3 separate regions of the Sus scrofa genome follow, and regions 1 and 2 are each linked to region 3. A link is a contact called in public Hi-C and HiChIP or PLAC-seq data. All regions are on one chromosome and are shown on one strand. The core of a region is the stretch at or near the end of the contact, and the rest is flanking DNA. Distances in the headings are between cores, read along the strand shown. Region 1 has its middle 53 kb from the start of PPARA. Region 2 has its middle 71 kb from the start of PPARA. Region 3 holds the start of TRMU (mitochondrial tRNA-specific 2-thiouridylase 1).

The links. Hi-C and Micro-C count contacts between places; a contact is called where the count stands out from the background. HiChIP or PLAC-seq counts read pairs in DNA pulled down with a chosen protein or histone mark.
Region 1: a contact with region 3 is called in a Hi-C map of retroperitoneal adipose tissue, with 2.1 times the contacts expected there. The contact joins the enhancer-like site here to the promoter of TRMU in region 3. A contact is called at or near these places in 14 of 47 Hi-C or Micro-C datasets (blood, brain, embryonic fibroblasts and 8 more) and 2 of 2 datasets of contacts at active chromatin or transcription factors (alveolar macrophages and skeletal muscle).
Region 2: a contact with region 3 is called in an H3K27ac HiChIP or PLAC-seq map of alveolar macrophages. The contact joins the enhancer-like site here to the promoter of TRMU in region 3. A contact is called at or near these places in 16 of 47 Hi-C or Micro-C datasets (blood, brain, embryonic fibroblasts and 9 more) and 2 of 2 datasets of contacts at active chromatin or transcription factors (alveolar macrophages and skeletal muscle).

What each region holds. Positions count from the first base shown.
Region 1 is chr5:3,372,418-3,376,295 of Sscrofa11.1, reverse strand. No RefSeq gene overlaps it. Among named protein-coding and RNA genes, the nearest start is that of PPARA, 53 kb to the right of the region's middle. Within about 2 kb of position 1,410, at least 23 of the 83 cell types and tissues checked have an H3K27ac peak or open chromatin away from gene starts, as enhancers often do. A contact at or near this core is called in fetal liver, fetal skeletal muscle, liver and 3 more, where this site is marked.
Region 2 is chr5:3,390,015-3,394,152 of Sscrofa11.1, reverse strand. No RefSeq gene overlaps it. Among named protein-coding and RNA genes, the nearest start is that of PPARA, 71 kb to the right of the region's middle. Within about 2 kb of position 2,107, at least 49 of the 83 cell types and tissues checked have an H3K27ac peak or open chromatin away from gene starts, as enhancers often do. A contact at or near this core is called in alveolar macrophages, embryonic fibroblasts, fetal liver and 2 more, where this site is marked.
Region 3 is chr5:3,223,108-3,227,076 of Sscrofa11.1, reverse strand. It overlaps TRMU (mitochondrial tRNA-specific 2-thiouridylase 1), which reads left to right and starts at 2,695. Exons shown (of 10, transcript XM_021091375.1): 1 at 2,695-2,845. The coding sequence starts at 2,764.

The DNA.
Region 1 (3,878 bases), core at 161-2,660, 150 kb before region 3:
TGCAGCTGTAGTTTTTTTTTTTTTTTTTTTTTTTTTTTTGCTATTTCTTTGGGCTGCTCCCACGGCATATGGAGGTTCCCAGGCTAGGGTTCTAATCGGAGCCATAGCCGCCAGCCTACGCTAGAGCCACAGCAACGCCGGATCCTTAACCCACTGAGCAAGGGCAGGGACCGAACCCGCAACCTCATGGTTCCTAGTCGGATTCATTAACCGCTGCGCCACGACGGGAACTCCAGCAGCTGCAGTTCTGATTCCACCCATAGCCTGGGAACCTCCATATGCCGCAGGTGCAGCCCTAAAAGGATAAAAAAAAAAAAAAAAAAAAAAAAGGATCCAGTGTTGGCATGAGCTCCAGTGTAGGTAGCAGACTCCTCGGCTTTGATCCCAAGTTTCTGTGGCTGTGGTGTAGACCAGCAGCTGCAGCTCCGATTTGACCCCTAGCCTGGGAACCTCCATAGACCGTGGGTGCAGCCCTAAAAAGCAAAAAAAAAAAAAGAAAAAAAGAAAAAAAGAAAAAAAAAATACCCTCAATTACCTGAAACTGCTATTAAATCTGCCCCCTCCCACCTGCTGTTGTGTGAAGCTAGATTGTCTGGCCAGAGGTCAGAGGTCAACAAATATGATGGATGGCAGCAGGTTGATTGCAGAAGTGACGTGAGCATCAAGCGAGCGTCTGTTAAACCAGATGTTAAAGAGATTGAAAAAAATGTTTTTTCTTAATTTGGGGGGACTTTGGAAATGATAATCATTTTCATAAAAGTGTTGTATGTGTTAACCTAGGAAGGACTTAGTGTTATTTTTATAGGAATTAATTTAAATACTTAAAGTTCTATTTTCTAATCCTGGAAATATGGACACTGGAATATGTTCCACAGACACACAGCGTCTTGGGGTTCTCAGTAGGCTTTTAAGAGGATAAAGGCGGAGTCTCTTGGTGGCGAAGTGGGTTAAGGATCTGGTGTTGTCACTGCAGCGGGAGCTAAGGCCACAGCTGTGGCACAGTTTCAGTCCCTGGCCTGGAAATTTCCATGCACCACGAAGACAGCCAAAAAAAAAAAAAAAAAAAAAAAAAAAAAAAAAAAAAAGATTGCTCCTACTGTTGTTGTTGTTATTAATAATCTCAGACAAAATCCTAATCCCCAAGAAACTTCCAACCTGGTGAAGGAGATGGACGAGTAAATAGGCCAGTATAACACAGAGACCAGCAGAGGCACTGGGGAGCGCAGAAAAGGAACACAGCCCAGAGAGGGGAGATCTGGGAGGCCTTCCTGGAGGAGGCAGGGCATTGAAAGAAAATCAGAAGTGGGAGGAGGAGAGGCCCTGCAGAAGTCAAATAAGTGGGGCGTGGTGGCTTGCAAGCAGAGAGGCTGGGCGGAGGGGTGGGGGATGTGACCCTGGCTGACCCCACGTGTCAGGCCCAGGGGCTCTGCCAGGCCTATCAGGCTGCCAGTAGTGCAGGGATGTGGCAAGAGGAGGGGCTGTGCAGGCAGGACCGAGCCCGGTGGCTGGTGGATGAGGGTCGTGGGAAATGCTTGCCCAGCTAAAAGGGCAGAACGAGCACGTGGGGGAGGAGTCGGGGCCCGGGGCTTGCTGGCTGGGGCCAAGATTGACCTTCAGAACCTCCGACCCTGACAGCGACCCTCCCAGGGCAGCCTTAACTCTCTCCACAAAGCAGCTGAGGAGCTGCGAGGAAGGCAATGGGCCAAGTGCGCCAGCAGAGCCGGAATCAGCGCTCTGACTCGCAGTCTGGCTTTGCTTCCTGAACAGAATGGGTGATGGGGACAGGGAGCCCCTCTCAGTGATGAGCCCATGTCACCCCAAGGCTGCCCGAGCCTTCCTTTCAGGGCCTGTGCCTGGCCCAAGGGGCACAGCAAGGATACCACGGGGTCTTGCCCTTAAGGAAACCCAGTCAGTCCAGAAAGTTCCAGTTGGGCCTCAGGTCCTGCCAAGAGGCCCTTCCCCAGTCGACTTCTCGGGCTCCCTTCCAAAAGGGCAGGAGTAACTGGGTGAGGAGGCCCCAGGGCCGGCTGGGAACCGGCTTTCTGTTCCCCGACGTGCTAGTGTGTGAATGGGGGCTGCCTGGGACTGGATTCTGCTGTTTTGTTAATTTGCCGAGTCCCGTCCCGTCCAGCAATTTCTTCCTCTTATCAGCGGGATCTGCCACCTCTACTGGTTTCCAACAAGAAGCCGGAGCAAAGTTTTAGACCCCAGCGGTGGGTGGGACTGGCGGGGGTGGGGGTGGGGGTCCCTGACAGAGCAAGCGAAGGGTAGGAAGGCGAAGGGGTGTCCCCTCCCTGGTACGGGGTTGGAAAGGGACACGGGACAGCCTGTCTGCTGTGTGTTTGCAGAAGCAGAGGTGCGTGACTTTCAGCTGACCCGCCTCGGCCTGGGAGGTTCCAGCCTAAAAAAGGAGCTGATTTCCTGCGGGCCACAGTGTCGGAGGCAGATCCCAAGCCCAGAGTCTGGTCCTGGAAGCGGTTCCAAAGCCCGAAGCACGAGATGCCGATCGTAATTCACACAAGTGCTCAGCCCCAAGTCATGTGTCTGCTCTCCCCTGGCGAGGCAGGAAAAAGTGCCTCCCTCGTGGACACTGGCAGCTGGCTTCTGGGGCACGTCACTGTCACACCCCGAGCCCCGCTCAGAATCCCGAGCTGGCAGGGGACGTCTCAGACCAGCCAGCTCTGCCTCTCAGTTTGTGACTGGGAACAGACACGGGGCAGTCATGGCTGTCCAAGGTCACAAAGCCCAGGAGGGGGGTGGGGGGGGGCACAGTGGAAAAACTGAGCACACTTGAGCCAGGCAGACACACCGGGCAGACACAGCTCTCAGGCAGCAGAGTCAGGGGAATGGGCCAGCCTCACAGCCTCAGTTTCCACCCCTGGGGGCAGAGGCCGAAGGGCAGCTCCTGCGGGCCTGCTTGGGGCTCAGCAGCGCTGAGCACAAGTGCCGCACGTCCAGCGGTTACATCATCAACTGTCTATAGGCAACCGAGCCAGAGGGTGCCCTCTGCCCGAGGAAGAGGGGCAGTCACCCTCCTCCCTCTGGATCCCCAACGCCCTTAAGGCGAAAGTGCCTCGAAAGTGCCTGATTAGCCGCCCCCTCCCCCGTGACAGGCAAGCCAGGCAACTCACAGAGTGGGAGGGACAGGCCCAGGGTTCGAGCTGTTTAACATCTGAATCACAACATAAATAAGCATCCTCTCCGGCTGAAAGTGGCTAATTGGACCGACTCTCTGGAAACAAGTCAAACTTTTGGGTAAAAAAGTCATTTAGGAGTTCCCGTGGTGGTGCAGTGGAAACAAATCGACTAGGAAACATGAGGTTGCGGGTTTGATCCCTGGCCTCGTCCGGTGGGTTAAGGATCCGGCACTGCATTGGTGTCGGTCACAGAAGAAGCAGCTTGGATCCTGTGTTGCTGTGGCTCTGGTGTAGGCTGGCAGCTATAGCTCCGGTTCGACCCCTAGCCTGGGAACCTCCATATGCCGTGGGAGCGGCCCAAGAAATGGCAAAAAGACAAACAAACAAACAAAAAGAAGTCCAAACATCAGGCACCTAACTGGGTGTGGGGGAGCTGTCCCTCACACTGAGCTGGAGGCCAGGGTGGCGGGAACCAGGGGGACAGCCCACCTTGCTGTCCTGGAGGAGGTCAGGGCTGGAGTCACTGGGTGGTGAACCGGGTTCAGGCTTGGAAAGTGCCAGCTCAGGCCTTGGCATCCCTAGGTCCTTTTGCAGGGTGGGGTTGGTTTCAAATTAAATGCAGCACCAATACTTGCCCAGGCGGTTAACCTAATCTAATGTTTCAACGGAGAGAAGTGACGGGTCTGCAGCCCCAGTCTTTCTGTCCCACCCGCCGTCTAAGGACCATTGCTGACCCCATGT
Region 2 (4,138 bases), core at 858-3,357, 170 kb before region 3:
GAGGTCAGCTGGGGGTGGAAGCGGGTGGGGAGCCCCAGGGGAGCAGGTGGGCTGGACCTGAGCCCTGGACCCAAGCTGGGTGCCTGGTGTCACCTGCTGCCTATCCAGGGATTGGCTCCTGGGGCTGGTCAGCAGGGGAGCAGGCTGGGGGCTCCCAGGGCTGCCTCCCCCAGACTGTGAGCTTCCCAGGCAGGCCAGGTCTATGTCAGAGCTGTGGATGAGTCCACTCGAGAGTGGCTCAGCTTGAGTCCAGGAGCAGGCCACCAAGGCAGCTGCAGGCCACCAAGGCAGCTGCATTCTACAGGAGAAAGGCCTGCGTGTCCCTGCTCCTCCTAGGAGGTGACCCATCTGAGAGACTCGAGGGACTTCTGGGTGTCCAGGGTGGCCCTTTGAGACACGGTGGGCCTTAAGGTCCTCCAGGGCTACCTCTGACCTTGGACCCCAGGAGGGGTGGCAGAGCCAGTCCAGCATTTAGACACTACAGCCTGGAGCCAAGCCAGGGCCCAACTGGCCACATGAGCGCGAGTGATGGAACCGTCACCCAGGTCTAGGACTCAGGTTGAGGTGGCAAAGGCCCAGCATCTCTGGGGGCCCTCACAGGGCACTGCCAGCCTGTCTATCAGCACGGTGGGCACAGAGCCAGGGCCCACATACCATTAGGGGCCCACAAAACACTTTAAAGTCCTTTCAAACTCTGAAGGAAAAAAGAATACAATATTAAATATATGTGACACACAATATACAATATGTATAGCAATGTATATAATAACACACACAACAGAACATATGGTACCTATAACAATGAACCCGGCTTGCATTATATTCACCTTTACACCACCCAGTCATAAAGCACGTTCTGTAAGGTGTTTTATGGAGGAAGCACCGGGAAGGCAGAGTGCCCCACCCCACCCTGTTGGCCCTGGCCCCACCTGTCAGAGTGACGGCTGCCCTGTTGCCCTGAGAGGGTGAGCGCCTCCTTCAGTTCCGTGTCCTGGGCGCCTCACTGGCGCTGGGCCCAGCCCTGCTGTCATCCCTCTAGTTCCCCCTCTTCCTGGCCAGCCAGAAGGGGGCCTGGACCACCGCCAGCTGGGCGGCCCCTGCCATCAGGCTGTGCCTTTCCCAACAGCGACACCGTGTGGCAGCAGGAGGCAGTGGCAGCCGGGAGCGGTGGGCCGCCAAGCCCTGCCTAGAGCGGTCCGCTGGCCTGGACCCAAGGCCTTGGAAAGGGATGACTCTTCCTGGACCAGAAGCCTTGGGTTCAGCAGGTGGGACCGGGCAGGAGCGAGTGGAACCCCTTCTCAGCGGCTGGGGATGTGCCCAGAGTGGGGGGGCAGGTGGGGGGTGGCAGGGCCAGGAGCAAGGAAGGCCCTGTCTGCAGGGGTCACCGGAGGGAGGCCCAGGACCCCCAATGCCCGGGGGCCAGCCAGAGGGCCCACCACCAGGGGGGTCTGAGGCTCCCGGCCGGGCTCAGCAGGGGCCCTTGTGGGAGCTGGGGACTGGGGGAGCTGCCCAGCAGGTGGTCTGTGGTCACCCCCAGAGGGAGGCATCCTCCAGGAGCCCATGTGCCCCAGCCCGGGGGAGGCTGAGGGTAGGGAGGCCAGCATCCAGTAGGTCCCCTGACCCACAGATATTCGCCCCAGCAGCCGTGAGACGCTGGGGAGGGGTCAGGGTGCCCCAGAAGGAACCCAGGAACAGGAGACCACCGGGCGGAAGGCCCCGGCTCAGCCACACACCAGCAGTGTGACCTCAGGGAAACCCCTGGCCCTTTCTGAGCCCAACTCCTTGCCCAGGCCGAGGACAAGAAGACTGGCCCTTGCAGGGAATGTCGGGTCCGAGGCCCACAAACACGGGCCAGGCGGGCCGCGCAGGCAGACTCGGCGAGATGAGGAGCCAGCGCGGCTCCAAGGCGCCGCGTTCATGACCTTGCCTGGGGCCTCGGTTGAGCTGTCCTAACCCTCCAGCCAAAGGAAACTGCGACGCCCCCGCGGCGGAACGAGGGCTTCTTTGGTCCTTGTAACCAGAGCGAGCGCCGGCGCGTCGGGCAGTAGGTGCGCCGGGGCTGGGCGGGTCTCAGGAGGCCGCGTGCTCCGATTGGATGCTCTCGGGGAGGGGCGTGGCCTACGACGGGCGACTTAATAAACTCCGAGCGCAGCGGGGGAGCCTGGAGCCCGCGTGGGCCGTGACTCACGGGGGAATTGGCGGTCGGTCCCTCCTGTGGCCGGGAAGGCGGAGGGAGGTTTGAACATTTTTGCGGCCGGGGCGATATCCATGCTGTCATCTGGGTGCCGCGGTTGCTGAGGGGTGCTGGTGCTGTGAAACCTTTCGCGTCCAGGGAGGACGCTCAGGCCCGGCTGATGCTCCAGGCCGCTGGGGCTGCCAGGGCTGCTTGGTCTTTCGGCCCCGCGCCCCCCGCCCCACCAACTCCCGTGTTCCTTATCTGCCCTGGCGTGGTCCATTACCCCCCGCAGGCTCTGAGCTCCAGGGACGTGTACTCTTTCCTCAGTGTCCCCAGCACCTAGCCCGATGCCTCGTGCCCACTGGGAGTTCCCCTTGTGGCTCAGGGGTAAGGAACCCGACTAGGATCTGTGAAGATGTGGATTCAATCCCTGACCTTGCTCAGTGGGTCTGGGATCCGGCATTGTGGCAACCTGCAGTGTGGGTCACAGAGGCAGCTGGGATCCAGCATTGCTGTGGCTGCAGTATAGGCCAGCAGCTGCGGTGTAGGCCTGCAGCTGCGCCTCCGATTTGACCCCTAGCCTGGGAATTTCATATGCTGTGGGTGCAGCCCTAAAAATGCAAATAATAAAAAAAATAATAAATGCCCACTAAATGTGCAATTAGAGGGAGCACAGACTCTGGTGTGGTGGCCCAGAGCCATGCGGAAACTGGCAGGTGAGGCCCTGTGAGGCTGGCGGCCGGTACCTGGGAACCCTAAGGACCCAGGCTGAGGAGGGGGTGACTGTTCCCTGAAAAGGCCATGAGATGCACGTGGACTCAGAGGTCCCCCTGGATGAATTTGACCAGAGCTGCTGCCCACAGTGTCCTCTTTGGAGTCATGCTGTGGTGAGCCCATTAAAGGCTCTGACAAGCCTTTAATGTTCAAACCTAAGGAGACTTCTTTGACTTAATTTAACTCAGTTTCCCAGATAGGCCTGGGCAAGTCACACCAGTGGCTTTCCCACAGGACTGGAGCATGGCCCAGCCACTCTGCGTTTGCCCAAGGTCCCTCTGGCTGCCATGAGAGGAGAGGGCCTTGTGTAAGTGGAGGGACCTGAGAGGTGGTGGCCACTGGGCTCGGGCCAAAGCAGATGTGCCTGGACCACGGTAGTGGGTAACTCAGGAGGGCCCTGAAGTGTGCAGGTTCGAGAAACACTGGGAAGTGACACCAAAGGCATCTGGGCATTGACTCAGGCAGAGATGGGGGGTGGAAGAGGAGGCCCAGCTGCCCGGGCTGATGAGTGGACAGCTACTGAAACAGGGGTCAGGCCTAACCCTAAGAGCCCCGAGCAGGTGAGGTCTGGGCCATGCCTCTAGGAGCTGACCTTAGGGCCTCTTAGGGGTGGGAGGCCCACCTGCAGGAAGCCAGGCCTGTGTCCCCACCCTTCCTACACCCCCTTGCCCAGGGGCACTCAAGAGAGACCCTGGGCATCCCTGGACCTCAGGGTCAGGCACTCCTCACACCCTGCCCCATGGGAATCAGGCCTGGCTGGGTAGCAGTTGAGGGAACCATGGGGCGCCCAGGTCCCTAGGCCCAGCTGGGTCCCAGGAGAGGGTCTGGAGCTGGGCATGGAGCCGTGGTGCTCTAAGAAGTCCCCAGGCGGGACAGGAAGCGATAAGCAGCTTCTGGTGCTTCTGTTCTGGGGGGGAGGGGGGTGCTGGTCCTGATGGGAGGGCAGCAGCCGCTTTCCTCTTGTAAGGTGGGCACCCAGGCACCAGGCAGGCTGGGGGCCCAGCCAGCGGGCCTCCCGTTCACCAGCACTCACCAGCCAGGAGCTGTTTCCCAGCAGGATCTCAGCCAAGAGTGGGCTCTGAGAGGGGCACTGGGACCAGCAGGGGTGTCTTGGCTTGGCCAAAGTAGAGAGACCAGACCCACGAGCAGGGATCTGCACAAGTCCAGCTGTGACTTGAATCCCCGCCA
Region 3 (3,969 bases), core at 1,446-3,945:
GGCTGGGGATCGAACCCGTGCCTCCATAGCGACCCAACCACTGCAGTCAGATTCTTAACCCACTGCGCCACAGCAGGAACGCCTATTATTTAATGAGGAAATTTCTCAGTCTTAGTTCAGTGGCTTCACAGCAAACAGTAGAAAAGCTGCTAACTGGACCGGCTTTGGGGTCCAGTGTTCCCCACATGAAACCAGGGGACCTCTGTTCGCACCAGGCTGGGGGCGGGGAGCTGGTTGATTCGTGTCAGCAACGCACAGCAGCATCACTTGGGACGGCCGCTCCCGCGGTACCAGGGGCAGACAGGTGAGCACCAGGGACCGCACCGCTGCGCCTGGAGCCAGAGCTTCACCTGTGAAGGCGGCGGTGCTCGGACATGAGTCCCCAAGGAGGCGTCCCAGGAAACCAGAGGTTCGATGCCAGCAGGGCCGCCTCCCCCAAAACCTGGAACTGCATTCACTCATTCAACCAGCATATGTGGAGACAAGCACGAGGCAGGCTGCATTTCAGCGGGGGTCGCCGCTAGGGGGCGCAAAGCTCACGCATCGTCCAGCGTTTGCTGGGAGGGAGGGAGCAAGCGGGCTGGGGCGGGCAGTCCACGCGGGGGCTGAGCTGGGCCCCTCCTCCTCCCCGGCTCCTCTCATTGGGGCCCTCCCCTCCCGCAGACTCCTCGGGAGCAGCCAAGCTCTCCTGGGGGCCACGGTGCGCTGTCCCATCTACAAGGGTCCCCGGGCAGGACGGCAGGAACCCTGTCTCTTCAAACAGATAGGAGGAGGTCCCCAGAGCGCGTTGGGTAACCAGGGCCTGCTGCGCCCTCATCCTTACTCTTCTGGAAAAAGAGCCCTTGCTCTGCTTCCTACAGGGGCCGTGTCCATCGCCGACCACGGAACTCACTGCTCTCCGCACCGGTGGCCCTGATGTACCACCAGTTGGCAGTTCCTGCTTCTTGTGTCAGAACTGGGGACTTGGGGCTTTCCTCATTTCACTCCAGGCTCTTGAAATTATTCATATTCTCAAAAAAATGACTTGCCTTAATAATTATCCACATTTAGACAAGTACGGCCGCTGTGAAGCTTTTAAGAAACTGTTAAGAAATCAATGGGTTTTTTTTTAGAGCCGCACCCATGGCATATGGAAGTTCCCAGGGTAGGGGTCAAATCTGAACTGCAGCTGCCTGCATACCCCACAGCTAGAGCAACGCAGGATCCGAGCTGTGTCTGTGACCTACACCACAGCTCGTGGCAACACCGGATGCTTAACACTGAACGAGGCCAGAGATCGAATCCACATCCTCGTGGATTCTAGTCGGGTTCATTACTGCTGAGCCATGAAAGAAACTCCAAAACCAATGTGATTTTAATGCTAAGCTTTGGGGTGTGTGTGTGATCAAAAACCATCTGCATTTGGAGTGCATTTCCTCCCCTGCTGTTCTCAAACGATGGTTCAAATCCTACCTGAAATCAACACGGTGACGTGCACCAAGTTTTTAAACGTGAAAAAGAATGAAATGAGAAATAACAGGTACACAGCCCACTGCGAGGGTAAGAAATGTTCCCAGATGTTTTTTTCTGTACATATGTTACAGGGTGGCGCGTCCTCTGGGCTGCCCTGTAAATTGTGACTGTGAGTTGAAGTCGAAAAAGTTGAGCCACTGGTTTAACAAATGCCTGTATCTTGCACACGTGGACCGGAGCCTCTGGGGTCAAACCAAATCCCAAAGTCCTCGGAGGCCTGTGGCACTCTTGGTTTGAGCTGTGTCATCCTGACCACACTGACGGCCCCCTCCTCGCTGTCCCAGCCTCTCGCCCAGTCACTGGACCTCCAGCCAGCTCGGCTTCATCAAGGTCTCCTAGCTGGGCCTCTTTGCTTTCCTCTACACCCGATTCCCTTCCCACACCCTTCTATTAGGCTCAGCGAATGTTCCTAGGTGCAGGCTCCCCTTGACTCCCAGCCTCGCTTATTCCTGCAGGAACAGACGCATCTCCGGAGGCGCATCCCCAGTGCAGCTCACACGGTGAAGCTGATCTCGCCGGCCCCTTTGGTCCTCAGAGAACACCCCTCAAGACAATATCATCAACTCCTCCATCCTCTTTCTCATCCCCCATGTCCATCCCACCAGCAAGGGCTATAGATTTTACGTCCGAACACGCATCTTTCTGTCTCCACCACCTCCTTCCCAGACGGCTGGGGTCGTGACCTCCTAGCCAGGCCTCAGCCCCTGTCCACAGCGCAGCCGCGAACATCTTCTAGGAACTTCACGAGGATGGCCTCGCGGCCTGGCCCTACACCGTCCCCGAGGCCCAGGGCCTTTGGGCGAGGCCCTCCGCTTGCTATTCTTTTTTTCCTCATTAGCTAAACCCTGACCCCCCTTCCAGCAGAACCTCGCTCAACCTCAGGGCCTTTCGTTTACCAGCCTGTCTACAGGGCGCCCGCCTAAGCCGCACACGCCTGTGGGTGCTGGGAGCACAGCCGCGAACCACGCACGCAGACGCACAGACACACACGCCTGCGCCTCACGGTTCGGGCGCGCTAGACACCAGCTCACCAAGGAGGCGGGAACGGAGCGGGGAGGGCGTTGGGCGTGGGCAGAGACCCCGCCTCCGAGGGGACCCCGGGGACTGGCCCGCCGAGCGGAACGCCGGACGACGAGCACGCGTTTCCGGCCGGGCCTCATCTGCGCGCGCCGCCGGGGGCGGGCCTTCCGGCGCGGCGCGGAAGCGGCGGCGGCGACAGCGGCGGCAGTGGAGCAGGTTGGCAGCACTCAGATGCAGGCGGCGCGGCACGTCGTGTGCGCCCTGTCCGGCGGGGTGGACAGCGCGGTGGCCGCGCTGCTGTTGAGGCGGAGAGGTGAGGTGGCCCCTTCTCGGGAGTCCTGCCCCGTCCCGCGGGCCTTGGGTGGCGCCCCGTCTCAGCTGTGCGTGGGGCGCTGTGGGACCCGGGTCCTCGCTGTGGCGCCCCGGCCCCTCTTCCTCTGCCTGGGCGTCGGGAGAGCGCGCGACGGCAGCCGGGGCAGTCGGGCCCCGTAACCGACGCCGTGGAGGGTGGATCTCCGACCTGAGGGCACCGCGTTTTTCCCTGACCCAGCGCGCGGGGTCATGGCGGCGGCGGCGGCGTCCGCACTTAGCCAGGGGCGGGCGCAGACGTGAGCGGCGCTGACCTCTGCGGACACAGCAGCCTCCGTCGAGGGCCTTGTCCTTACGATAGACGAAGGGACCGTCAGCAGCGTGTGCGACAATACCGACGGGCAGTCTGCTTATTTATTTATTTTGCTTTTTAGAGCAGCACCGGCGGCATGTGGAGGTTCCCAGGCTGGGGGTCCAATCGGACCTGCAGCCCCCGGCCTACACCGCAGCCACAACAACACCGGATCCGAGCCTCATCTGTGACCTACACCGCAGCTCACGGTAACACCGGATCCTTAACCCACTGAGCGAGGCCAAGGATGGGACCTTCAACCTCATGGTTCCTAATGGGCTTCGTTGCCGCTGCTGCACAAGGGGAACTCCCAGTCTACTTGTTAAACCATGTCCATGTTCTCCATTGAATGGATGGCAGATTTCTGTGCAAAAGCGCTTGTATTTCTCAGGCGTCCAAAGGGTGCCTCCAGCCGAGATTAACTGCCTGGGGATATTCTCCATGTGTGTGGCCCTCCCTCACTGTGAGGCCTCGCACACACCTAGTGACGCTTGTGGACCCTCTGCTGTGAGCCGTGCTGGAGACTCCGAATGCAGCGTGGATGGGAGGTGCCCGACCTGGGACACGTGGCTTAAGCTCTCCCTGTCAAATGCCTACCTCCCAGAGTCACTGAAGTATTAAGTAACAGCACATATAGCAAGTTTGCACAGTGCATATTAGGCACTCGGAAAAACAGCAGAAACAAACCTGACTAGTATCCATGAGGATGCAGGTTTGATCCCTGGCCTTGATCAGTGGGTTAAGGATCCAGCGTTGCCATGAGATGTGGTGTGAGT